Linked DNA regions of Mus musculus: all the other regions are linked to region 4. Evidence: chromatin contacts called from public Hi-C, HiCAR-type, HiChIP or PLAC-seq, Micro-C and promoter capture Hi-C data. All regions are on one chromosome and are shown on one strand. Each heading gives the region's core, a stretch centred on a gene start, on an enhancer-like site or on the middle of the called end of the contact. The rest is flanking DNA. Distances are from core to core; before and after follow the strand shown.

Evidence for each region. Hi-C and Micro-C count contacts between places; a contact is called where the count stands out from the background. HiCAR-type assays count read pairs that join an accessible place to other places. HiChIP or PLAC-seq counts read pairs in DNA pulled down with a chosen protein or histone mark. Capture Hi-C pulls out chosen DNA fragments and counts their contacts.
Region 1: a HiCAR-type map of astrocytes shows a contact between it and region 4, with 2.2 times the contacts expected there. The contact joins the promoter of Cfap69 here to the promoter of Fzd1 in region 4. A contact is called at or near these places in 1 of 39 promoter capture datasets (hippocampal neurons) and 1 of 115 datasets of contacts at active chromatin or transcription factors (astrocytes).
Region 2: a Hi-C map of muscle stem cells shows a contact between it and region 4, with 2.5 times the contacts expected there. The contact joins the promoter of Steap1 here to the promoter of Fzd1 in region 4. A contact is called at or near these places in 3 of 484 Hi-C or Micro-C datasets (embryonic stem cells and muscle stem cells) and 1 of 9 other capture datasets (adipose tissue).
Region 3: a HiCAR-type map of astrocytes shows a contact between it and region 4, with 2.9 times the contacts expected there. The contact joins the promoter of Mterf1a here to the promoter of Fzd1 in region 4. A contact is called at or near these places in 4 of 39 promoter capture datasets (the 3T3-L1 cell line, hippocampal neurons, liver and 1 more) and 3 of 115 datasets of contacts at active chromatin or transcription factors (astrocytes, embryonic forebrain and stem cell-derived neural progenitor cells).
Region 5: a contact with region 4 is called in a promoter capture Hi-C map of adipose tissue, with 2.6 times the contacts expected there. The contact joins the promoter of Steap2 here to the promoter of Fzd1 in region 4. A contact is called at or near these places in 4 of 39 promoter capture datasets (the 3T3-L1 cell line, embryonic stem cells, liver and 1 more) and 1 of 9 other capture datasets (adipose tissue).
Region 6: a contact with region 4 is called in a Micro-C map of embryonic stem cells, with 7 times the contacts expected there. The contact joins the promoter of Akap9 here to the promoter of Fzd1 in region 4. A contact is called at or near these places in 12 of 39 promoter capture datasets (the 3T3-L1 cell line, 3T3-L1-derived adipocytes, cranial neural crest and 8 more), 1 of 484 Hi-C or Micro-C datasets (embryonic stem cells) and 3 of 115 datasets of contacts at active chromatin or transcription factors (astrocytes, pancreatic cancer cells and stem cell-derived neural progenitor cells).
Region 7: a contact with region 4 is called in a FOXA1 HiChIP or PLAC-seq map of pancreatic cancer cells. The contact joins the promoter of Ankib1 here to the promoter of Fzd1 in region 4. A contact is called at or near these places in 3 of 39 promoter capture datasets (the 3T3-L1 cell line, hippocampal neurons and liver), 2 of 484 Hi-C or Micro-C datasets (both in embryonic stem cells) and 2 of 115 datasets of contacts at active chromatin or transcription factors (embryonic stem cells and pancreatic cancer cells).

What each region holds. Positions count from the first base shown.
Region 1 is chr5:5,661,779-5,665,500 of GRCm38.p6, forward strand. It overlaps Cfap69 (cilia and flagella associated protein 69), which reads right to left and starts at 2,454. Exons shown (of 23, transcript NM_172447.2): 1 at 2,130-2,454. The coding sequence starts at 2,252. Steap2 (six transmembrane epithelial antigen of prostate 2) reads right to left here. Exons shown (of 6, transcript NM_001103156.2): 6 at 3,051-3,722. It overlaps Gm40262 (a long non-coding RNA gene), which reads left to right and starts at 2,599. Exons shown (of 3, transcript XR_868231.3): 1 at 2,599-2,655.
Region 2 is chr5:5,747,339-5,751,127 of GRCm38.p6, forward strand. Steap1 (six transmembrane epithelial antigen of the prostate 1) reads right to left here and starts at 1,979. Exons shown (of 5, transcript NM_027399.3): 1 at 1,909-1,979. Gm46900 (atherin-like) reads left to right here. Exons shown (of 2, transcript XM_017321192.2): 2 at 1,113-2,852. The coding sequence starts at 1,593. The coding sequence ends at 2,276.
Region 3 is chr5:3,892,556-3,895,832 of GRCm38.p6, forward strand. It overlaps Mterf1a (mitochondrial transcription termination factor 1a), which reads right to left and starts at 1,378. Exons shown (of 2, transcript NM_001013023.2): 1 at 1,320-1,378.
Region 4 is chr5:4,756,441-4,760,026 of GRCm38.p6, forward strand. It overlaps Fzd1 (frizzled class receptor 1), which reads right to left and starts at 1,776. Exons shown (of 1, transcript NM_021457.3): 1 at 1-1,776. The coding sequence starts at 1,140.
Region 5 is chr5:5,692,292-5,695,551 of GRCm38.p6, forward strand. It overlaps Steap2 (six transmembrane epithelial antigen of prostate 2), which reads right to left and starts at 1,798. Exons shown (of 6, transcript NM_001103156.2): 1 at 1,667-1,798. The region is part of intron 1 of Gm40262 (a long non-coding RNA gene); the gene reads left to right.
Region 6 is chr5:3,925,898-3,929,622 of GRCm38.p6, forward strand. Akap9 (A kinase (PRKA) anchor protein (yotiao) 9) reads left to right here and starts at 2,289. Exons shown (of 48, transcript NM_194462.2): 1 at 2,289-2,593. The coding sequence starts at 2,546. It overlaps Gm51438 (a long non-coding RNA gene), which reads left to right and starts at 2,692. Exons shown (of 2, transcript XR_003955841.1): 1 at 2,692-3,725.
Region 7 is chr5:3,801,709-3,805,134 of GRCm38.p6, forward strand. It overlaps Ankib1 (ankyrin repeat and IBR domain containing 1), which reads right to left and starts at 1,416. Exons shown (of 20, transcript NM_001289527.1): 1 at 889-1,416. It overlaps Krit1 (KRIT1, ankyrin repeat containing), which reads left to right and starts at 1,457. Exons shown (of 17, transcript NM_030675.3): 1 at 1,457-1,775.

The DNA of each region.
Region 1 (3,722 bases), core at 1,204-3,703, 910 kb after region 4:
GAAAAATCACAACAAGGACATAACAGCATTCAAAATATTCATGTTAGGGTGACTCAAATGCTTCAAATTTAAGTCTATAATAAAATAAGCCCTTAGAAGCATAGGTAGAAAAAATAGCATCTGTATAGCAGGACATCTTTAGCTGCTACTTTTAAAATTTCAAATTCTCCATGAGGGGTTTTTGCTTGCTTGTTTGTTTGTTTTGTTTTTCAAGACAGGGTTTCTCTGTCTAATCCTGGCTGTCCTGGTACTCACTCTGTAGACCAGGCTGGTCTCAAACTCAGAAATTTGCCTGCCTCTGCCTCCCAAGTGCTGGGATTAAAGGCATGCGCTGCTACCACCACCCAGCACTCCATGAGTTTTAATGACAAATAAATATCCCAAGCTTTAGATGCCTCCATGAATAAAGAATGATGGCAAAACTGAGTATCTTGGTATATGTGGCACTATATACTCCTTCTATGTGCATTTGGTTTAAGCTGTACACAGTCTTTACAACTGACATTTTTAAAAGGTGTTTAGGCTTATATTTACTTTGTATAGGGAGGTGGGTGTGGAGGCGAGAGAACATACTGAGGAGTCAGTTATCCCCTTTGAACACGTGGGTGGATTCTGGGGTATGGAAGTCAGGCTATCTAGCACCCATACCCACTGAGCAGTCTCCAGGCCTTCACTAAGCTGAACACAATGAACATCAGTACTATCAGAATCTCCATCTTAATCTTCATTATTATCTCCACATGTCTTTGATTTCATAGCTGGTGGAATGGTTTAGCTGTTTCTTGCATACAGGCAAAAGTGGAATGCTTTGAATTTTGAAGCGTCCAAAGGTCTCTCTGCTGACTTGAACAGAGGACTAAAGGTTATCGTCTTAAGTATTACTAGGAACACTAGGCCCCACAGTGAGTAAAGGAACTGGGTGGCTACAGTTAGTTCCTGGTGGACTTAAAGACACTTTATTTGTAAAGGCAACTGCAAGCAATACACCCAAGAGGAATGAGAGAGCACCAAGATTTCTCCTAATTCTGAATTGTTTTCTATTCCATTTCTTTAGGAAGAAATTGCCTTTTGATTCTCTCAGTACTTTCTAACAATATGAATACTCATAGAAGGAGAGGCAGGAATGAACACAAGACACTTCTAGCTATGTTACTTCCTATGTCACGAACTTCTTTTTTCTTTTGCAATGACCCATTGAACGTCTTTAAACTCGTTTGTCTGTGTCATGTAATCTTTGCCCAAAGAAAAATGAGAGTCAAACTCACCTATATAGTGGCAATGCCTAGCTTCCTTGTAGCCCAGAGAGTGGAAAGCGGTGATCACTCACACGTCTCCGATCTTGTACAGGAATACCTCCACAAAACTGATTAGGGAAATTCCCCTGGCATCCCCTCTTTATGTAAAAGTAGTTACTCTGAGGGCTGTTGGCGTACATGTGTGAGAGCCCTCAGAGAGCTCCACCCAGTTCCCACAGAAGTAGTCCCAGCCAACTGACTGCTCCCAAGTAACTCTCCAAGGCTCCAGGATGTGGCCACAGGAGACAGAGTTCCTGACGCAGTCTGGGAGTTGTGACGTCTCAACAGGAATTCCCATAGTGGCCCCCCACACCATTAGTGTGGGGGCAATGCAGAGAGGTTCCTCAACCCAATTTTAATAATCTTTACATTTATAACAATAGCAAACCCGAAAACAAGTATAAACACAACAAAGAAAATTGTGCCCAGCTCTCCAAACAGCATCTGCCCTACCTGTGAGTGCAAGCTTCAGAAGCAGGCAATTTAGCAGGAAAGAAACCCAGGGAACGCCACTTTATAACGGATCAATAGACCAAAAACCCACCACAGTGATCTAGTTATCAAATCAATGTCAGTTCCTGTCGTGGCCACACTTGAAAGAGCGCTCCCCCCCTCGCCCCCCCCCCCCGCGCCCTTTATGAGAACCACGCAGCTAGAGTCCCCAGACAGATTGGTTGACGACATCCAGTCCCCTCTTCACTAGCCTCCAGGGATCAGCTGGGCTATCATTATCTCCATCCCACAGGTTCCCAAATCTCATTCTGGTCTTCATTCCACTGGGTTGCCCTGGAGCCTTATGCCCTTCTCCGCTCCTGCTGCACAGCCCGGCCGTACCTGCATCTCCCCATCCGGGATCGCCACCCCAAACACCGGGATTGTGCGGGGACTGCCGGTCTTCGTCCTGCCGCCCGCCTCGGCGGCGTCGGCCGTGGTGGCCGAGGCCTCCGCGGTGGACATGGTTCGGGGTGGGAGCCTGAGGTCTTAGGTGCGTCCGCAGCCACGGACCCACGAGCCCTGGCAGAAAACACGCTGCTGAGCTAGGGAGGAGAAAGACCCCGAAAGTTCTGTCGTAACCCCCGCCGCAGCAACATAGCGGACATCCAACTGCTGTTAGTGCCCACAGGAGGACCAAGGCACCCAGCGCGCTCCAGTTGCTAACACAAGCCCGGGCGTTGCTAGGGGCGGGGCTTACGGAAGCTGGGAGAGCCAAACTTCACCAAAAGAGGGTCTGCTGGTGTGCGGCGCGGGAGACAAAGGAGACCAGTGACTGAGATCGCGGTATGCACTTAGTGTTTCAGTCTTGTAGCAATGGCCCTTGCTTAATAAGTGCCTGTGTGGGGCGGAGGAGTATGAGCTGGAGGTAAGATGCATTCTGAGGGATGTGATTGGCATAATCTTGAAATCTGAGCACTTTACCCTTTCTGCAGAGATAGGACCAGTCAGTGTAGCTTAATTTCCCAGGTGTGTGTGTGTATATATACATATATATATATATATATATATATATGTATATATACACACACACAAATATATATATATGTTGTACTTTTGTACTGGCCTAATTGAACAGTTAGACAAACAAATAAGGCATAGTACAGACTTTTGAAAATCTTTCGAGCAGTAGAGTGGTTGGGTGTCTAGTATGGCCTGGGATGGAAAGTTCTCGTTTTTGCAACCAGAGAAAGACACTGACATTCTTCACAGGATGTGTTCTCCAACCTGGCAAATCAACAGTCCAGTTTTGTAATTGTTTTTCTACGATAGCATTTATTTTATTCATTAGTAGGTTGAGAAGCAAGAGGGACAGAAGTCTCACGCACTTCATACTCAGTCGCCTTGTGATCTCTTCATAGAGTACAAACTTCATGCTACCATCTTCAGAAGGCTTACACTCTATGAAACAGTCTGGCCTGATCTTTCCCAGGAAGCCTGTATTTTTTCTGTTGTTTTAGATGTCACGCTTAGTGGCATGCTCTTTTTTTTTTGTCTTTTATTTTGTTTTGTTTTTTGGTGCTCACTGTATAGTTAGTGGAATTTATTGACGAAATAGCCCAACCATGTTATGCTACTGAGACTAAGGCAATTAAAAATTTGTACATAGCCACTAATTTGCTTACTTGCTGAGTGAAGGTGTGGCTGTGTGTCCCCAGCCTGTGACATGCTGGAGATGTAGGTAGGCATGTTTGTGAATACCTTGTCTGGTTCCAGTTTGCCTTTATAGTGAGTTCCCATGTGATGCTGATGTAGTTGGTCTGAAGGCCATACTCTTGGTCCTTCTAGTCAATATCATAGAAGGTGTTCAATAAGTGTTCATGAAAATGTCAAGGGCTAGATTTTGATTTAAGGTAAAATGAAAGAATTTTGTAAATTATCTAGATTAAGCATTTTAGATCCTTGCTACTCAAAGTGGTTTTCATGGGTTTCCTA
Region 2 (3,789 bases), core at 729-3,228, 990 kb after region 4:
TGGAGGACTTTTGGGATAGCATTGGAAATGTAAATGAGGAAAATGCCCAATAAAAAAATTTAAAAAAAATGAAGAAGGACAGTGACAAATCTTGCTGGCAGTAGTTCATGCCTTTTTGTTTGTTTGTTTGTTTGTTTTTTTTTGAGTTTGAGGTGTGTGTTGACCATTTCCATTTGAAAGAATTCTGGGTAAAGTCTAGGTCATTCAACAAGTTCTTACAAGGCCAATATCAAAGAGGAAAAAGAGAAGGAGATTTCAAGGCTGCCCTTGAGGGGCTAACAGTCTGTCTTCAAAATGTATTACCCATGCCATTTTCTGACCTTAACCAGTACTATAAAGTGAGTAGGTTGGTGTTGGGTATCTAGGAATAGGGTAGCATGCACTGTAGTAACAAGTATAAGAAACAGTTTGCTACGTTTAGAGTGTATTTTAAGTTTTGTGATTCACAATGTTTAAGATAGTGAAGCATAAATCTATAGCTGTTCACTGTTAATTCATTAATCACACTGAACAATGATGGCAGACACGGGAAATACAAAGTTAAATGATAAGTCTGTTCTCAAAGAAAGTTTAGGACAGGGAAACGCTCCATTAAGACCTGTGTGGTAATGCCATACATCTTAAAGGATAATAGTGTATAGACAGATGGTGGCTCTGGAAAGGAAGTGGAGAAAACGGATGAGAGCCCCTTTCTTTACCCAGTCCTGTGACCTGCAGTGAGTTGTTGGTGCTTGCTGACATGACAGACAGCCACTGCTGAGAGATTCTGGGTGGAAGGACAGAGTGGCCCAGAGGAGATGCCTAGCCATTTGTTTGCATGGTACCACTCTGAGGAGCATCGCTAAGGAAAAGAGCCAATGCCCGTAAAGGTGATTGTTGACTGTATGCCCAGAAACCAGGAAAACAAACTATCAGCTAAATAAATCATGCCTTCTTCCACCAGACCTTAGCTACACCTATAATTACACTTCTACAGGAGAGGTTTCATCAGGCTGTCCAGCAAACTCAGCAGGAAACAGCATAGTGCAGAGATGTCAAGAACTCCAGGATTTGAACCAACATTCTCCAGCTTTCTTCCCCATTAAATAGTGATTTCTGTTTTCCTGGATTAGGTTGGCTGGCTTGTTGTTCCTGCTAAATATTGACACAGCCCAACAGACTCATGTTTATGGGAAGGAGTTTAGAATCCAAGAAACCCAGTGACTGGAATACATTGTGGGTTGCAGTGCATGTCCCACGAGTCTTTCAAATGTATTTTTTTGCTTTGCCACAGTTAATTATTGGAAGAGGGGAAGGTGTTCTACAGCGGGCTGTTTCTTAAAGCATTGCTTCCCCAAGTGCTTAACATTAATATTAAATACATTCCCTTGATTTTATATCGAGATGTGGATGTATCCCCCACCTCAACGGAACAGCATAACTAAATTTGAAGTGGACTTAAATTCTTGGACTACAAACGTCTGTTAGTTGCTTTCACCAGAGTGCCTTATTTAAAAGCTCTGACTATTTTAAACCCGAATCCTACTCAGATCCCGAAAGAGTAGGACCGGTGTTCCAAAGACTTAAAATGAAAAAAAAAAAAAAAAAATTCCATGAAGAAACCAGCTCAAACAGCAGGACGAGTCATTCATCCAGCGAGGCAAACTTGCGGAAACTGCCAAGTTGGCAAACTTACCGGGGGAACCCAACCTGACTGCAAAGTTGACCTAAGCTCCAGAGCCGGGACCGCGGAGACCTGCTCCCCGCGGGGCTCGCCGAGATCCGCGAGGGGCCGAAGGGGCGCCCCGCTGCCCGGAGCACCACCGCCCGCCCCTGAGACCCGCCTCACCCCTTCCCCGGCCCGCAGCAGATTCCCAAGGCCCGCGGAGGCGGGGAGCAAGCGGCCTGCGAACGAGACTCGGGACTCACCGGCTTCTCCGTGGGACCCGACGGCGAGGCGCTCGCTGCCCGGACGGACTCCCAGTCCCACGCGGAGCCCGAATCTCGCTGCCCAGCACAGCCCGCTCCGCAGACCCCGCCCCTCGGCCGCCGCGCGCACAGCGCCCCCTGCCGGAGACCAGCTCCTGCTCACACCCAGGGGCTTCGCTGCGGCCGCCGTGGGAGGGGCGTCGCCGGGGGCGAATCCTTGGCTGTGCAAGGGGGACCCAGGGTCACCAGCAGGGCTCACTGGAAACCGACTGGGACCTGGTCGAAATCTGCAGTTGTGCATTTCGCCTGTTGCCGGGCGACGCTGTAGTGATCCTGGATCCCACACTTGGAGACCAACTGCTCTGTAGCGATTACGCCGTCCGCGGTGGAGCGCTCTTCCAACAGAGCAGTTTCTCAGACGACTAGCTGTTAGGACAGTCAGAGGATGAATCTGAGTTTGTGAGTGACTTTTACACCGGGTTTATTTGTTTATTGTAGCTATGTGAATGAATATTATGATACACACGTGGAGGTCAGATGATACCTCGGTGTGGTGGTCACAAGAAGCACAGGGTTGAGAGGATTTAAAAATAACCCGTAGCTCTGACGCTAGGGACCACCCTCCGTTCACCACAGAGTTTTGCAGATTCAACTCAGACTCTAGACACTAACGACCAAGGTGGAGCTGCGTCTCCAACCTGAGTGTTGTTTTTAATGTGACCCTGGGTCACAAACTCCTCTTTTTCTGAGATCAGCCTACTTCTGCCTCCCGAGTGCTGGAATTAAAGGGATGATCTGAACTCCACTGTCCTGCGTGTCTTAGTGCTCCGTGGATAATGTTTGGGTTCACTGACTCCCATCAGATAGTGTAAAAGGCCTTTGAAGATTAAATTACCCCGGCCTGACACCTTGTGGCAAAATAGACGCTTGCAGCTTTTATTTCCAAGGAAGAAAATCATTAGACCGAGGGTTAGGGAAACTTCTAGTTAGTGGGCTAAGACTCACAACCACAGGGGTTCTGTTCCCAGCACGCAGTTGTTCTTCAGTTTCCCATTTTCTGGCGTGTATCTTAAGAATAAAGTTGATACACCAGAAGGGTAAATAAATTAGGTCCTATAAATAAGTCTGTACACCCAAACTGCACTCAAATACCTTCATCACGTTTGTTTGTTTGTTTATTTATTTATTGTAGGTATGTGGATGAATGTTACTGCATGCACGTGGAGGTCAGATGATAACTAGGTGTGGCAGTCCCAAGAAGCAAGGGTTGGGAGGATTTCAAAATAAACCTGTATTGTAGCTCCAAGTCCAGAGATTGCCCTCCTCCCACAATGGAGCTCTGCAGGTTCCAACTGTAAGTCACAAGGACACTTTACCAACTGAGCTGGGTCTCCAACCTGAATATTTTTGTAATGTGGTTCCGGGTCAAGGGCTTCCCGGTTTGATGACTCCATGTGCCTTTGAAGGATAATTTCTGGACCCTATAGTGCATCTGACTGCCATTTTAGAAGTAAAGAGAGTAATGTGGTGTGAAAGATAAAGTAGAGAAGATGCAAGTGAGACTGATTATGATGGGAGACCCGGGTAAAGAGAGGCTGAACGTCACCGGCACATTCTGTATCACATGAATGTGGCTAAAGAATTAAAATTAAAAATAGCTAGTAGGGCATACACAGCAGAGGACTGCCTAATCTGGCTGCAATAAGAGAATGCACCTAACCCTTGAGACACTTGAGGCCCCAGAGAATGGGGAGGCCTGGTTGGGTGACTCTGTGTGTGTGTGTGTGTGTGTGTGTGTGTGAGACCCTCTTGGAGACGGGGGTGGGGGGAGGAATGGGATGGGGACTTGTTAGAGGGCAGAACAGGAGGGGTGAAACGACT
Region 3 (3,277 bases), core at 128-2,627, 860 kb before region 4:
TCAAAGTTGTTAGGTTTTAAACCTGGGACAAGAGTTTGCCAAGAACACTAGCTGAAGGGTTCATTAAACATATCAAAGCTGACCTTGCTTTCCTGTCACATACACATGCATATACATATATAACTTTTATATAAACCTAAATTCTCCATTAGAAGCATGTCCTATTGTTTGTCTTCATTATTCTCATATTCCCATCACCTTCTTGGTCACCCCTTCCTCCTACCAGTACTAACTACATTTATATCAGACTCACCAGCAAGTGCACGTGCCTGTACTCACACACACCTTTTTAAAGTCTCACATATTGTTAAACTGCCTTTTCTTTCAGAAAGGGTCATTTTCTTGAATCCTAGTTGTATTGCAAGGCCTTGTATAAACACACTCTTCATTTAAAAACAGATTGTTCAGCCGGGAAACTATACAGCATAATGCAATTTAAAAAACAAAGGTAGATATTGAATTGACTCCAGTCTTACTCTAAAAATAAACAACATTCTAAAAGGAATGTTAAATTTAGCAAATATCACAAAAATCTCCATGATTGTAATGAGTGAGGTCCAAGGAGGAAGATATACGTCCTATTCTGTCCCACAGTTGGAAAGCTCACAGGCTTTTAAAGAAAACTGATAATCATTCGCATTGGGGTACCACAATCAGCTAATTTTTTGAAGCAGCATTTAAGTGGAGAGTGTTTGTTGGTTTGTTTGTTTGTTTGTTTGTTTGTTTTAGAACTACACTTCAGCATCGGATTTGTCGTTAAGATGAGAGACTTTGGATATTTCCAGAAAAGGTAAGGGCCAGATGTTTCTACCACCACACCGCCAATCCGAAAAAGAAAAAGGCAAAAATACAACCAATGTAGTAGAGAATAAAGAGATCCAGGCTAGACACCTTCAAATCATTTTTGTGAGATGCACAACCTCTCGCAAACTAAACATTTCTCAGTCATAATAAAAAGAAAACGGCAACGCATGGGGGGAAGGTAGCGGAATCGCAAACGCACTTTAATACCAGAACCCCACGTTACACATACATTATTTCGTAATGCCCTATATATACAACAACCTAAGGGTGGGCACTGTCCCTAAAGTTACAAATTCCGAGCCAATGCCGAGCTCTTTGCTGTACGAAGTGTGGAGGGCTTGATGAGTCTAAACTCAGAACCGCCGTAATCCCACATCGAAGGCTCGCCTTCCCTCGGGCAGTTCTGCAATGGCCTTTAGCCATTCATCGCCCTGTCTAGCAGAGACTCGCAAGCCGCTCGCAAAGGCTCCAGCAGCTCCCCAGCCCCAGCCCGCACACTGCATCCGCGCTCCTACCAACGCTCCCGGTAGACACCTTTCACTTCCGCCTCTGGACGCCCGGGAGGGAGCGGAGTGCGGAAGTAACGGCTGACTTCCGGCCTCGGCCTGGCGCAGAGGTGACGTCACTAGCCCGGCGCGCTGTGCCTAAATCCTCGGCCGCCTGACCGCGGGAGCCCAGCAGGGGGCGGCTGAGACTGTGGCTGCGGGGACTCTGGGCTCTGGGCTGGTTCGAGACCACAGGGCGGCGCCAAGGCTTCCCTCTGGCTGGGGCTGAGATTCTGCCTGTACCAAAGAACAGGTTCAGTTTGATCTCTTTCTTTTAGGTTGCTTTATAGACCTTGGGGGTTTTTGTTTGTTTGTTTGGTAGGTTGGTTGGTTTTTATTTCCCCCAAATTCTTTTGCATTTTTCTGTTTGGTTTGGTGTTTGTAAGAATAAAGATTTCTATTTGGGAATTTAAATTATTAATAATCAGTTTACCCAGAAAGTGAAACTACTGATCACAGCTTATTCCTTGCCTGGGATTACTCAGTAGCTATTTATGGTGCACGTGTGGCTTACCTTCACCAGTATTGCGGAAAGCAAGACAACCTCTGCCTTCTGGACCGTAACTCCCATGGTCTCGCTTCTGCCTGAATATTCTCTCCTCAGCCTGCCCCATGGATTTTCATTTATGAACACCAGGAGATGGCTTTAGTCCTCTTGAAAGTGATATCAATGAGGAAAAGGTGCAGCTGAGATATTGGAGAGGTTGGGAAGACCAAGGGCAGGGAGAGAAAGATGAGGGGCAAAGAAGAGGTAAAGAGAACTAAGAGCAGTGTGGTAGATGATGTTTCTCAAGAGGCTGATTTGGGGTTCTCATCTTCCTTAAGGGTCTTTCTTTCTTTCTTTCTTTCAAGACAACTTTGTATGAAAGTTGTGTTGCTATGCAAACACCATTTGTTTTTTGAAAGGATGGTGACATGTAATGATGCTTGAGACTTTAAATGACTTCACTTGGAAGGAGGAGAGTAGGGAAGTCAAGATGAACCCCTCCCTAAAATTAGACTTAAAATCCTTGGGAATTAGACTCAATGTGTAGTTCAAATGCCATGTCTATGCTATCTTCAGAATTGCCCCTGGCCTCTTACAACCAAAGACTAATAATAATGATATAATTAGTAATATTGATTATTGTGCCCTTTCTGTCTGCCTCACTAGATTTTCCTTGAGAAGTTCACAGACCCTTACTTTACCACTAATGTCTAAGTCTCAACAAACCTAATTAGAGTGAGAAGAAATTAGCCCTCCATTCCTCTAAGAGAACCCACACATAAAATACCACCATCAATTGGCACCAGGATTCAATAAACAAATGTTCTTGCTACCTCTTTTTCAATTATACAAATCTTACATCTTCCTGTAATTACACTCAAGGTGTGTAGAAGGATTTTAATTTAACAACATGTCTACTCTAGCCAGAATACAGGCATGCCCTTAGCACATACTGTTAATCCCTCTAGCTGGAATACAAACATGCCCTTATTATAGACCATTAATCCCAAAGAATGAAAGTAAAGTTAGTTTGTAGAAGGAAGCACTCATGTTTGAATGTGATATCTATTGAATGGCAGATAACATGATGAATCAGAGAAACATTTGACAGAATAAGGATATGATCAATTCTCAGGAGAGAGAAGAGATGTGGAGGGAAGGATGGAGGGAGGGAGGAGGAAGTTTTACCAGGAGAGTTTTATAGAGATAGGTTGAAGAGAGAAAAGAACTAGATATAGGTAAAATGACAATGAGAAGGAGCCAGAAGATTAGAACAGATTGCTAAAATTAGTTTGAGGCCAAGCAGAGTCATTCAGTCAGAAGTGAGAAAAGGCAGATTAAATCAATCAGCTTGAAGGGGAGTTTGAGCCAGAACAGCTAAGTTGAGTCAGCCAGCCAGAGTCCCAAAAGAATTAGAAAGAGTGAACTCATTCATCAATAA
Region 4 (3,586 bases), core at 526-3,025:
AAACTTGTCGTTGCACACCACCCGGTCCTCCAACAGAAAGCCAGCGATGTAGGCCACCGCCACCGCTGTGTAACAGCCGGACAGGAAAATGATGGGCCGTTCCGGGTAGCTGAAGCGCCGCATGTCCACTAGGTACGTGAGCACCGTGAAGAGCGTGGAGGCGCAGCACAGCACGGACCAGATGCCTATCCAGGTGCGCGAGAAGCGCAGCTCCTCTGGCCCGAAGTACATGAGCCCGTAAACCTTGGTGGGTTCGCAGGGTGCGCCGCAGTCCTTCTCCCCCAGAAAGTGGTAGTTGAGGTAGGAGGGCACCCTGAGGGCGCGCGGGCAGGAGAACTTTCCCCGCTCCACCGTCCCGGCACCCCCCGGGTAGCCGCCGCGGTAACCACCGCCGCCGTGCTGCGGATTACTGGTCCAGAACTCTGGTAGCAAGGAGGGAGTTGGGGTGCCTTTGTCGGACGTGTTCTGGCCCACGCACAGCTCTCCTGCGCCGTGCACCGGGAACTTCTCGCACTTGAGTGTGTCTGGCCACTGGAAGCCGAACTTGTTCATGAGCGCCTCGCAGCCCTGGCGTGCGCGCTCGCACAGGGAGCGGCAGGGCGGTAGCGCCTGCTCCAGTACGGTGCACACAGGCGCGTACATGGAGCACAGGAAGAACTTGAGCTCGGCGGAGCACTGCACCTTCACCAGAGGGTAGAACTGGTGCACCTCCAGACCGGCGTCCTCCTGATTCGTGTGGCCCAGCAGGTTGGGCATGATGGTCTGGTTGTACGCGATGTCCGTGCACAGCGGGATGGAGATGGGCTGGCAGTAGCCGTGGTCCGGGATGGAGATGCCCCGTTCGCCGTTGTACTGCTGCCCGCTCTGCTGGGGCTGGGGCGGCGGCGGGGCTTGCTGGCCCGGCCCGGATACCTGGCCCGCCGCCTGCGCTCGGACCCCCAAAAGCAGAGGAGCCTCCAGCAACCAAAGCAGCAGCAGCAGCCCGCTAGCCCAACGCCGGGGATCAGCCCGGGGGCGGCGGTGGCTGGCCGTGTCCTCGTGCCCCACCTCCTCCCGCCGGCCCGGGAGTGCTTCGGCACAAAGTTCCAAGCTCAGCCGGCCGGCGGCCCGGGACTCGCTAGGCGCCGCCTCCTCAGCCATACTTTTTCGGCTCCCTCCTCGGCGCGGATTGACTGGGACGGGCAGCGGCGCGGCGGGTGGTGGCTCCCACTGTGATCCGGGAGAGCTGGTCGCCCGTGCCCTCCGTCGGGGTGCGGCCGCTCTCTGCCCGCTCCCCGGGATTCTGCTCCGCGTCCCGCAGCCGCCGCCGCCGCCGCGGAAACTTGCGGTTCATGAAGCGCGGGCGGCGAGGAGAGCAAGAGTGGTCCAGGCGCGCCGGGGTCGCGTCCCTCTTCCCTGGCCCGCGGCAGGCTGTGGCTCTTGTCAGGCGGCGCCGCGTTAGTGGTCGCAGCCGGGCAGAGGAGCGCCCAACTCTCGGCAGCCTAGCCGCCCTGGGTCCCCCCTGCGCCTCCGCCTCCTCCTTCTCCGCCGCCGCCTGACCATTTGTGTCAATCCCTCAACTCGCAGCCTCTGCTCTCCCTCGCGCGCCCTCCAACGGGTTTCTAGGCGCCCCCCAGTCTGTCTTTCACCGGGAGGGAGGAGCCTTGAAACCGACGCGGAGCTGGCGGCTCAGGGACCGTCGCCCAATCGCAGCACCCGCTTCACAGCGCAAAGGGAGCCCTTTCCCTCCGAGCCCGGACTGGAGCCCGCAGCAGACCGGAGGAGGTGGAGGAAGTAGTGGTGGCGGTGGCAGAGACTCCGCTCCGGCACAAAGAGTAGCTATGAAGCCGGACAGGCTAGGTCGCTTTTGCTTTTGCAGAAGAAAGGGCGAGGACAAGTAAGAGAATGGTCCCATATGCGGCAGGAGATAATGAATAGGAGTCGGCTGGCCGCGGGGATTTAGCTCTGTCTTGCTTTTTATCTGTCTTCATATTTTATAATCCTACCCTCGACTCTCTGGTCACAGACTGCTACTTTGAGTGCTGCGTTCTGATTGCGTGCCCCTGACTTGAGAGTCGGGTTTCCTTTGAATTTAAGTCTGTCGAGGTTTTGTTTAAACTATGACTCCAATAAACCGTGGAGCTCACAGACTGGCCTTGGTGGACTTTGGACGCGCCATTTCCCCCGATCGCTGTCAAATGAAAGCAAAACGCAAAGTTTGGTGGGATGTAAATTGTAAACCCAGATGCTCCTGTGAGTAGTATGCGTCGTGTAGTCAAACTTTCCCCCTTCTCTTTAATGGTATCAGAAACAGAAGTAAAGGAAAACAGAAGCTATTCATTAAATGCTGGAGGAAAACCGGCTTGAGAACCAACGCATTGGGTGCTCCAGCGTGAGACACGGGAGCCATACATCCAGACAGGAGGATCAATCTGGGACCATTTGAGGGCCGCTTCTAAACACTGGGGACCCTGCAGGGTCTGTTGGGAACTTCTGAGGCCTGGGTCATTTAAGTTCCTCCTCAGTGGAAGTAGTCAAAGCTGAAGCTATTAGTTTGAAGGACAAAACACATGACCAAAGTGAGTCTGAAAGACCAAGCACAGTCAGTCAGTCGACTCAAACCAGGATAATCAACCTCAGCAGACACACATGCTTGTTCTTGCAAGTTTATTTTCAAGAACTTGTGTGAGTCGGATTTATCAATAAAGTGCTATTATGTTTTATTAATTCTATCAAGAGTCCCCCCCCCCTTCGATTAGACTTATCTCACGAGACTGTTCCCGAATTATTTTCTATCTTCTTTTATACAGATTCACTTTTCATTAGATATTATCTCACGAGACTGTTCCCGAATTATTTTCTATCTTCTTTTATACAGATTCACTTTTCATTAGATATTTACCAAGCATCCATGATACAGTGAGCACTGTCTCAGGAGGTAGGGAGCACAGAGGAAGCCCTGGCACATATTTAAAGGAGGGCATAGTACAGTGGGCACAGGAACGTCACCAGTGATGGCAGTGCCCACCCATTCTCAAAAGGGACGCAAGGGAAGTAAATGACCTGCTAACACGGGAGATGAGGAATGGGAGGGGTCATCGGAGAAATAGATGCAAAATGCAAAAGAGAAAAGCACAAAACAGAAAACAAAACAAAAAGGCAACAAACAAACAAACCCCTCAAGTTTCTGAGGGGCAGGCAAGGAGAACATGCCCTGGTCATGACAGGAAAGAAAGGGCTCTTTAGCTGGTACAAAATATCATGAACCAAACTGTTCAAACAATAGATAGCTAGTGCAGGTGGCTTTCCCCCACAGAAGCGGGAAGTGGTTCCAGGGCGACTGAAAGAGGGAGCAGGACTCAGGCTCGCGTGGAGAAACATCAACATTCCGATACACTGTACAGATCACCACTCAAGATGAGGCTTGTCTACATCCGGGCAGGCCCCGTGAAGCTCGTTGGTGTCCGAGGGAACCTGCAGTCATACCAATACCTATTAAATCAGAATGGCAGGTACTTGTCTCCTAGATACATTATCATTATATTTTTTAATGTTCATAGAAGCTGTAATGTTCACGGTAAAGCGTGTTTTGAGTCTTCGTGTAAAC
Region 5 (3,260 bases), core at 548-3,047, 940 kb after region 4:
TTAAATCCTCAAAACACACACACACACACACACACACACACACACACACACACTCCTATCCACTCTGCCTGGCACATACCAACTATGTATGCAATGAATGTTCTTTGTCACTAAATGCATTTTTATAAACACCAAGGCCAAAGAAAATGTAATGAGGCTCTAGGCCAGATCTCTCTTTCCCATGGTTAAGATCCGTGGGCCCAAAAGGCCTCAGAGGATTTAAGTGGTGTGTCAATGTTATGTCTATGTCAATGTCTTGGTTACCTCAGAGTCATAGTTACAGGCTGAGCAAAGAGTAACTGCACCTCCAGATATTCTGCCTGCCTCTTTTCTCACAGGCCTAGCCTTTTGAGCTTTCGTTGCATCTTTACCCTTCTCTTTTTTCTGTATCATGTGTAATCATTTTAAAATTCTGCCTTTATCTGTGCTCTGTTCCAGTGCTAAAGTACAATTATGCTCATTCAATAGAAGAGCATTTTCCATAGTACCAGTACAATAAGAGTGATTTCATGAAGCTCCTCATTCCCATCTTTCACAATTAGCTAACTTATCACTGCTGAAACTGCCCCCCAGCCCCAGCCCCAGCCAGCCCACCCCGCCCAGACTAGCTGAGAGGCAGAAACCGCAGTGAATGCCACCATCTCAGGAGCATCTCCAGGCAGCCTGATAGCTGCCCCGGTGCAGCTAAACACTCTGGTTTTCCTATCTTACGTTTCCAAATAGGTTATCTTGAGGATGCGGGGGATGGAGGGGGGGGGGTGAGTACAGTGTCAAAGAAAACATCAACTCAGTAAATAAGTAATTAAAAAAACTATTAAAAGGGTGGTGGTAGGGTAGACTAGAGAGAAGAAGGTTGCAAGCAGTGGGGTGGTTAACTGGGGCTTTAGGTAATCAAGTACTGAGGGTTGAAGTGGGGGCAGGAGTCTGAATTTTATTTCACCTACAGTGATGGGCGATAATTAAATGTGGGTCAGAATAAGTTTTTCTACTTAAAAACAAACAAACAAACAAACAATCTGCCTGAAGAGTAAACACTGACACCAATCCTGCTTCACAGGATAGTGAAGATAATAAATGGAATTCTCCCCGACCACAGGAAAAATAAAATCTCTTTATCTCCCTATGTTATTTTCAGAACAAGATTTTTAGGGCATAATTTTCAACAAGTTTCAGCTGAGGCTGAACACGGGACGCAGAGGTAATTAAGGACACTGAAAGACCAGACCAATTACTTCTAAACGCAAAATGGCCTGAGCACACCCGGATTACATGACCGGGTTTATAAGCAAAGCCACTGCAGGCATTATTTACCTGTTTGGCAAGCAGTGCTGTACGACAGTGAAAAGTGCCGCATCAATCCAAAGTGGCTGGCAAAAGTAACCTGCGGGTCCTTTCCCTTTCGGGCACATCCGACCTGGGACAAGGTCTCTCCTGGCCTCCTTTCTGTTGGGCCCGGACCCGAGGACTTCCCAGAGCTCTGGGAAGACCGACGGGGATAAGGGGGCGGAATGCGTGCGACGGACGCCCTCCAGCACCCCTCCCACTCGCCCCCTGGCCAGCTCCAAGCCCCCCCCGGAATCCGGGAGGAAAGATGCGGCTCCCGCACAGCACCCGCTGCTCGGCGACCCCGGATCGGCCACCTCGGCGCTCTGGCCACCCGGCTCACCTCCACGCCCTCTTCTCCGAGCCACGCTCGCAGCGCAGCGCCGTGGCTCCCCCGCGCCGAGGGCCCGCCGAGCTCCCGGGCCTACGGAGTGCTCCTCCCGCCCAAGCTCCTCCTGCCCCCGAGCCGGACCGCGCCGCGCCGGGGAGGTGGAGCAGGAGGAGGCGCGCGGAGGCAGGGCTGGCGGTGACGCGCAGGGGGGCGCGGGTCGGTCGGGGCAGAGTGCGTGGGGACCCACCCGGCCGCGGTCCCCACGCCTGCGCGCGATCTTGCGGAGACCCCCCGTGGGAGCAGCCCTACGTGGATCCCGCCCGCGTTTACACTCCACTACCTCCGAGACGCTCGCCACGCCGCCCCGGACTTGGCTTTGATTAGTGCCCTCCTCCCTGTCCACCCCCCTTCTCCCTACTCTGTTCCACACAAACCTCGAAGAAAGTGCGCTTTTTTTCTCCCTTTCGGCTGCATCATGTCCTTGAAAGGGAATGATCAGAAATGCCCTTCCACGAACCGCATTTTAAAACTCCCTGGGACTGGAGGCCCTTCTCAGCCGTGGGCTGTAGGGGTTAGTCTGTGGACTCTGACCTTCCCTGTCGCCGGTGCCCCCGAGCTCTGTGCGGACTGGAAGGTGAAGCCGAGTCAGGAGACCAGCGTGCCTGCGGAGAGCTGCAGTGGCCTTGGAGCATCCAGGGTTCGCTGAGCTGTGTAAGGGCACCTTGCTTTCTCTAATCCCCCCCCCCCCCGATTTTGGATTAACAAGTAGATGGGGATCTTTTATTTACCTTTTTAGTCAAAAGTGTCAGTGGAGATTTTTTTTTAATATAAAACCAATTTGTCGAAAATTGTCAAATTTACTTCCCCCACCCTCAGACGTTAGTAAATTCTCATTTCAGCAAATTAGGTTTAAAAATTATCTTTCTTGGTGGTTTATTAACTAGACAAATCAGAACAAAAGCAGAAGAGGGTCTTAGATCGATCCTCAGGGCACTGCACTTTCCCCTTTGAAAGGCATACACAGATTAACCTCTGCAAGTTCAACCTGGGAAACATTCTTTGTTTGATCCTTGTGAAAAGCATCTCTTCCCCACCCCCAAATACATACAGCTGAGGTTTAAAGTTTAGGCACAAACTCCGCTGTTAGTGATGTATTAGGGGGAAAGACTGACAACTGGGAAATACTTTCCATTTTGGTAACGGGGAGAAAAAAAATCCTTACATTTTATATCAGTGTTTATTGTTTCACTTCAACTACTGTCAAATAGTGAAAACAGCAGGGTATTTCTAACACTTTTGGAGGACCAGTGGAGGAAACTGCTGTGTCCTTAGCATTTGGTGAGAAGATGTAGCTTTCCAATCACATAAACAAAAGCATTACATAAGGTCTAGCAAAGGTTATCACGTTTTTATTCTCAGTTGTACAAAGCCATAAGTTATTACAGAAAACAGGTAAGTTGTACATTTAAAATATCTTTAAAAGCTGTTGAGACATGGACTCTGTTTATTTAAAAAAAAAAATAGTATGCGAAACCATTTGCCTCCCAAAAGAATGAATGAGTCAACAATTTCCAGAAGGAGTATCTGCTTTTCATACTTGAACTGT
Region 6 (3,725 bases), core at 1,039-3,538, 830 kb before region 4:
TATTTTAAAGGACTTTCATTTTGAAACTTATTTTATTGAGCACATTTTATAAACATATATTTAGTCCCTTAAAACCCCACTGTTGGGGCTGCAGAGGTGGCTTAGTAGGAAAAGTGTCTGCCTCACACGTGTGAGGAACAGTTTGCACCCCACACATGTTAATGCTGAACAGTCACAGTAACATGCTTGTGACCCCAAGCTCAAGAGGGAGAGATGGGTAGGACCCGTGAAGCTGGCTAGTTAGAGTAGCTGCATTGTCAAGGTCTTAGTTCCAGCCTCCATCCACATGTGAAACGTGACTAAGGAAGCCCCCAAGGCCAACCTCCAGCATCCAGAAGCACATGAATACATATCTGACTTCCACACATGTAAACATACGTGTGCACTCAGAGCACACATACAAAAGAGCCTCTGCAAATCCTGACCCTTTTTATTTTTTAATTTTTTTTTTTTTATTGTTTGGAGACATAGACAGCTAAATAGAAAAAGACTCAAATTCACGGCTTGGCAGCACTAGCTATGACTTCCATTACCTAACCATGGGAAGTTGTCAAGTGGTTTAACCATTCAAGCTTTCTGTTTCTTATTCTATAAAAGGAGGCATATAAACCACCATTTTCCTTTTGTCTGAATTATATGAATACATGACATGGAGACACGATTGAACAGGTATCATAAGAGATGGCCATAATTCCACAGATGTGCCCTTCTAATAGATCAGCTATGTCACTGAGCAGCGTTTATGCCTGAGACAGGTACATATAATTGATATAAGTGATCTAAAGGGAAATGCAGAAATAATCTTGCAACATTTAGCAGATCACTAACATCTTTAGTTACTAAGATGGAACAGATTGCAACAAAGAGTTGACCTGCTGAGCCACTGAGAAAGGAGAGCCCATTAACAAACAGGAAGTCTGTCAGATATCCTGGGCTTGCTCCTCCTAGGCAATCAGAATCAACCGAGCATCACTTAACTCCAGGCAGTTTAGAACACTTCATTCTAGACCTGGAGCCACAAAGGGCTCCCGAGAAAAACACGCCTCTCTTAGATCAGCCTCTTTTACTTTCCTTTATTCTTATGATGAGGTGTCTGTTCTCACGTCCCCAATTCCAGCTGAGAAAATGGGGCAAATACACACTTGATTGTTTTAGGTTGGCACAATTATGTTTGAAATATAAGATTTCTAAATTACAGGTACTAGAAACATTTTTGGTGTCTGATAGAGCTAAGGTTTTTAGTCTCCCCCTTTCATATGTATATCCAGTTAACACTACTTCTATGATTAAACTAATATCTTTAGTTCTTACCTGCTAATTTTTCAGTCCAAACCTATGTTAAAACAAAGAAGAAAGGCTCAATCTGAGACACTAAAATGGTTCGTTCACTCCAGAAATGGATTTGAGGGGCAGGAGAGGGGAAAGAGGGAGTGAGGGAAGGGAAAGAAAGGATTGCCAGAGCAGGTGGGGGAGGAAAGATGTTAAGAATCGATTTATAAGCACGGCTCAATAAAATGTAACAAAGTTTATTGGGCATAATCTTTCACAGTAGCCATTTCAAGAAATAGAAAGGACAAAGGTTTGAGTGTTTTCACATTCCAGGAGCAGTCATAAATATTAGGCAGCTCGTCCAAGAACTCCAGGTAAAGTCAGAGAACCATAGCTGTTTTAAGGTCTTTAAAGTTCAAAGTTAACATAGTCCCTTTTGCTTGGAAAACCTTTTTCCAGCCCTTTACCTGAGGTAATGTCTACCTCAGAGGTGAAGGGGAGAGAGGTAAGCCAGGAGGGGTCATGGTGGGGTGGGGGGGATGGGAGGAGAGGGGGGCTGAGGTCAGGATGTAAAGTGAATAAATAACTAATGGGGGGCTGGAGGAGGGAAAGTTAGGGTAGACTGGCTTTGTTCCCAACTTAGATTCCGAATTCGAGTTCCTTAGGAACACAGTTGCCAAGGAGAAGGAAGCCCCTAGGAGTGTCTCAGCTTCACTCCAGAGAACAAAGAGTTGGGAGAAGGCTCTACCGTAGGCTGCTCTTCCAGCGCAAGGCGAAGGAGAAGACTATGGGTTGAGAGGGAACCTGTGGGGGAACTGAGGGAGGGATTTGGGGTGAAGGAAGGATCAGGCTTCCCCGGGTTGGAGGGGGGAGGTTCCGCCCTCGCCCTTTCCACTGCGGCTCCTTGTTGTGAGGCCGCGGTCGCTTTGGAATTGGAAATGCAGCGCGGCGTGTTCCGAGCACCGGGTCCCCGGAGCAGTGGGTGTCGGGCCGCCGGACCCTGACCCTCCCTCCGCCCCGGTCAAGCCGGGCGCGCACAAGCACCTGCCGGGCCACGCTCGCGGCTGCGCCGGCCGCCCGCCCGCCCGCTCCGCCCCGCCGGCCGCCGTGTGTTTACGTGGAGACGAAGATGGCGGCGGTGACCGCGGGGCCCGTGCAGGCCGGCACGAGTCGCCGGTGAGCGCCCAGCGTGTCCCGGGTGGCCACGGAGCTCTGTCCGCCTCTTTCTAAACAGATCTTTCCTCTCCACTGCGTCCCAGCCTACCCTGCAGACGCCATGGAGGACGAGGAGAGGCAAAGGAAGCTGGCAGCCGGCAAGGCGAAGGTAGGAGCGCGGCGGCCACGGGCCGCGTCGGGAGGCGGTGACCCGGGGCGGAGGCTGGGGGAGAGGCCGGGCCGCGGGGCCGGGGCCGGGGCTGGGGCTGGGGCTGGGGCCGGGGCCGGGGCTGCGGCTGGGGCTAGGGGGCTGCGGCTGGGGCTGAAGAGCCGCCCTCTCTTGCTGCTGCTGGAGACCTGATGACTGCACCGCTCGGCTTGGTTCCTTTCTCCCCGGTGCCACACAAAACCCCCTCTCACCCCGGCTGTTAACTGCTAAGGAATTGCTTCGCAGCCACCACCCTTTCACTTTCTGAAGGGAGTTCAGGGAGTCGGCCAGGCTTTGTGCTTTCCGGAGCAAGGGTTTAGGGTTTTCTTTATTCCGGGAACACCCCTGCGCTGACCATCAGCCTGCCTTCTTGAGGTGTCACGCTGGCACTCTTGGTGTGTGTGTGTGATTGGCCTGTGACAGCTGCCTCGGCAGTGTCTTGAGTGTGCCACAAGTGCCAGCTGTGAACTTGGCTGTAGGGGCGTTCTTTTTGTTTTTTGTTTTTTGTTTTTGTTTTTGCCGTTCTTTGTATATTCGTGCTTGAGGTCTTTGTCATGGCAGGCTCTTTTGTAATGTGTGGAATGGAACTTCGGGGCATCGAAAGGTTCCATAGACTAAAACACCTACAGAATTGCTGTTTTAGATAATGTATTTGTTATTATGTATTTGGTAAGTTTGATTTTGTGTGGGTATGCGGGTATGGCAAGTCATGTATAATCCAGACTTATATGTAGGCATCTTCCAGTGGGCTTACTAAATAATTTGACACTGTTATGAATGGAATAGAATGATTTCTTTGTAAAATTACCTGTTTGAGCTTACCTTTGGACCTCCTTGCTCCCAAAAATGAAGTTACCTTTAAGATATAGTGCCTTTTTTTAAGACCTTATTGTTACTGGGAATAATTAAGTTATATTTTAAGCTTATTGTACTTGTTAGTTTGGAACTGTGATATGGAAGTGTTGTAAGCTAAATAAACCCCTCTCCTCTCCAAATTGCTTTGGTCATGATGTTTCATCATAGCAATAGTAACCCTAACGAAGGCACCTACCTTTCTTTTTTCTTCTCTCACATCATTAACAAAGGAAGCAGG
Region 7 (3,426 bases), core at 166-2,665, 960 kb before region 4:
TAGTACCTTAAAAAGTAGTTAATGCATTGACAGCTGTCTAATCACTGACAGTATTAAAATTATATTTTAATCTAATTTCTGGAAAGTTCTGCAAAAGCAACCTAAAAATGCAAACTAAAATTTAACGAGAAACAGCCTAGTCAAACAGTAATCAAAACAGTAAGAAATTAACAGCATCCAAAGTACACTATCTAAAACTCCAGATGTTTTCACATTTGGTCTTCACATTTACTAGTAAACCTGAATGGGTCTTTCAATCCAAAGATTTTTCAACATGCCGTTCCATAAGAATGACGCTTGTGAGAATAAAAACTCTTCAAGACCTGCTTCATTACAGCTGTAGCTTCAATTACCTCCGACTCAAACATCAATGTACGAACAGTTCACACATACGTAGAGGAATGAGGGTACAGAGGAGCGTTCATTCTTTTGTTTGGGTGGCAAAAGCAACACAAATAAAGGTTCAGTGGTGCCATCTGCACCTATCCCCACCCATGACAGTCCTACAGAGCACTTTTAACCTAGTCGCTCCTCACTATTTCAGGTCCACGGAGTTAGTGGAATCCAAGGCTTTCCAGGTCCCAACAAGGGTTGCGGAGACTGTGAGGTCCGGGGTTCTACAGAAAATGAAGGAGGGCACGAATCTTTTGAGGACAGAGGGACAAGGCTATGTAGACGTGTGTGGAGGATGGGACGCGCCGCGGAAACCGGGAGGCTTGCAAATTCGCGAGCGCGAGAAACCCCGTAGGGCAGACAGGATGCTGTGCTCCTTCGGGGACGGGGAGAGAAGGGGTGACAGGGCAACCCTCGCAAGAGACGCGGAAGGGCGTGAACTAGGCAGGCTCGAGACTGCCTCGGCCAGAGCCGAGCCGCGAAGCAGAAACTTACGGTTACTTCTCCCGGCCGGGACCGGGCTCGCGTCGATTCCCCCCAGATCTGCAGGTCTTCCTCTGTCGCGGCCACCTGGCTCTCGCGCCGAGCGGGTGACCTCTCGGGTCCACTCGGCGCCCCACCCACCCGCCGGCGGCGGCGGCTGCGGGAGCCGGAGGATGCGCGCTGGAGGCCCGCGGGAAGCGCTGCGCGAGCCCGACGCGCCCGGCGAGCTCACACTGGGCGGGCGCCCCCCATCTTCTCCCGCTGCGCGCCGCCGCTCTCAGGCTATGGAGGAGGGGGGCGGTGGCGCCTGCCTCCGCCGCTCGCTCAAGTCCAGCGCATGGTCGTGCCGCGTGCGCACGCAGCCGCGGAGGCCGACCTCCCTTCCCCGACCCCCGTCCTTGCTATAGCTAGCGTCGGGCTCGGCTGCCGCCAAACCCCGCGAGCTCACGGTCGCCCGCTCCCAGACAGCTGCGGCCGCCGCGCGAAGTGGCACGGACCGGCACGAACGGCGGCTCCCCGCGGGCCGACCCGGAAGCTTTTTCAGCCGCAAACCTGAAGCGGCCTTGGGGGCGTAACCCCGGAAGTTATTGCCCGGCGCCGGTAGCGGTGGGATGGCGAGCTGAGGCCTTTGGGAGCCCGAAGCTGGTGGAGAGGCTGAAGGGTTCCTGGAGCCGAGGGAGAGGAAGGACGGTGGGGAACAGGTGCCCTGAGACCCGAACTCGCGGGGCGGCTTTTGGTGACAATCCAGGGGCTTCCTGCCACAGGAAGTTGGGGTGGGCCTCCTAGATAGGCAGAAGGAATGAGAAAACGGTGACGGGCTGGCTCCGCCATCCTTCGACTGCCGCCCCACCCACTGACTTGGATGTAGCGGCTCGGGAGAGGATCCGCCGCCCGCCCGGGTGAGTCTTTCCCGTTTCCTTGGCGGAAACAAGGAAAGCAAGGCAAGAAGAGCCAGACGCCGGCTGGAGCCAACGGCAGGAGCACCGAAGCTCGCCCACGAGGCTCTGCATCAAGGCGTGTTGTTTCTTACACGCCGGTACCGAAAAGTCACCGGCGTCTCTTGGGTGGGAACTTTTGGAGCAAAAGCAGCTTTGCATTTTTCCCGGTAGGGGAGCACTGGTGGGTGGTGCCAAGGGAAAGACTTCCCAGGCAGTGTTGTCATTGCCAGGACAGTGACAGCTTATCGATTGTAGCTGTCTTCTCCCATCTATCCGAGTTCTTCCTTTATGTCTCCTTTTGGCTTGCACTCTCTGCTCTCTCCTCCCCTCGGTCTTTGTAACTTCACCAGAAGCCTTGATGTGGTTGGCCGACCTCAAGATTTCAGCTCCATTCCTGTCCTGCTCTCTCAGGGAACTTAGCGTGTCTTTATTGTAAACAAACTCACTGACCCACAAAGGAGTAATTACCCCTGCTGTGGGCACTAAGTGAAAATTGTATGCCTCTCCTTTGTCAATCATAATGAAAATCAACAATATCCCTGCATATTTTTTAAAAAAATCGCAGACAGCCCTCCAAGTTATGAACCATCTCCACTTACATAAGTCCTCATTTTTTAGGCAGCATATCATTCATGCCTGAGCATTTCTCCAGTGCAGTGAGCCATATAGCATATTAGCAATGGCTTTATTTATTTTTATTCTTTTGACTAGTTCTCTCTTCCTGTCGGTTTCAGTTGCACCAGCTTCACCTTCATCGCTGGTAGCTTTTGTTGTTTTCCTGGCTTCAACCTTTGTTTCCTTTTATGTCATTGGAAGACTATTTTAAGTGCTCCAGTACAAATACTTTTTTAAAAATAAACTTAAAATAAAAAAAAAAAGAATTTTTGCGAATATGTTGCTAGCAGTAAGTTTGTTTTATATATTTAAAATATGAGTATTTAAAATATATAATGAGTATTCACAAATGAAACACTTTGCTAATAGACGTTTTCTTATGAATTGATTGAGATAAGAATTGGTTTACTTTAAATTCTGTGCAGAAAGTTAACTACTTAGTTTCTCCTTTAGGTACTTTATAGAAAGCATCATTTTCTATAGTTGCCATGTTCTTTGTACAGTGTCTATAATACAGTGTCTTTTTAAGAGGTTTGCAGTTTTTAAGGCTTTCATACATATGTATATATCTTGTTTATAGTTTATTATGTTTTAGTCGGTGTTAATCTGAGATGAAAAGCAGTTGCTAAACAGGAAGTTTTAAGAAAAGCCTTTTTTTTTCTATAGGCAGCTCTTTTGCATGTAGTGGATTTTTAGAATGTTCTTATTAAAATTTTTTTATCTAAAAAAAAATTCCATGAACTATCCTCAAAACTTTAAACAAGATGAAATGTCTTCATCCTAATGTTTCATTCAAACGTCTTCAAGGAAAGACCTTTAGTTTCGGCTGTCCCTGTCTCTGTTGCCTGGCTTTGGGACCCTTCCCCCTAACTAGGCTGCCTCTTCCAGCTCAATAGGAGAAGATGCACATAATCTTACTGAAATTTGACTTGAAGGCTGGTTGATAGCCTTGGGATGTCTCCCTCCCCTTTTCTGAAGAGAAAAGGAGAGTCTTAGG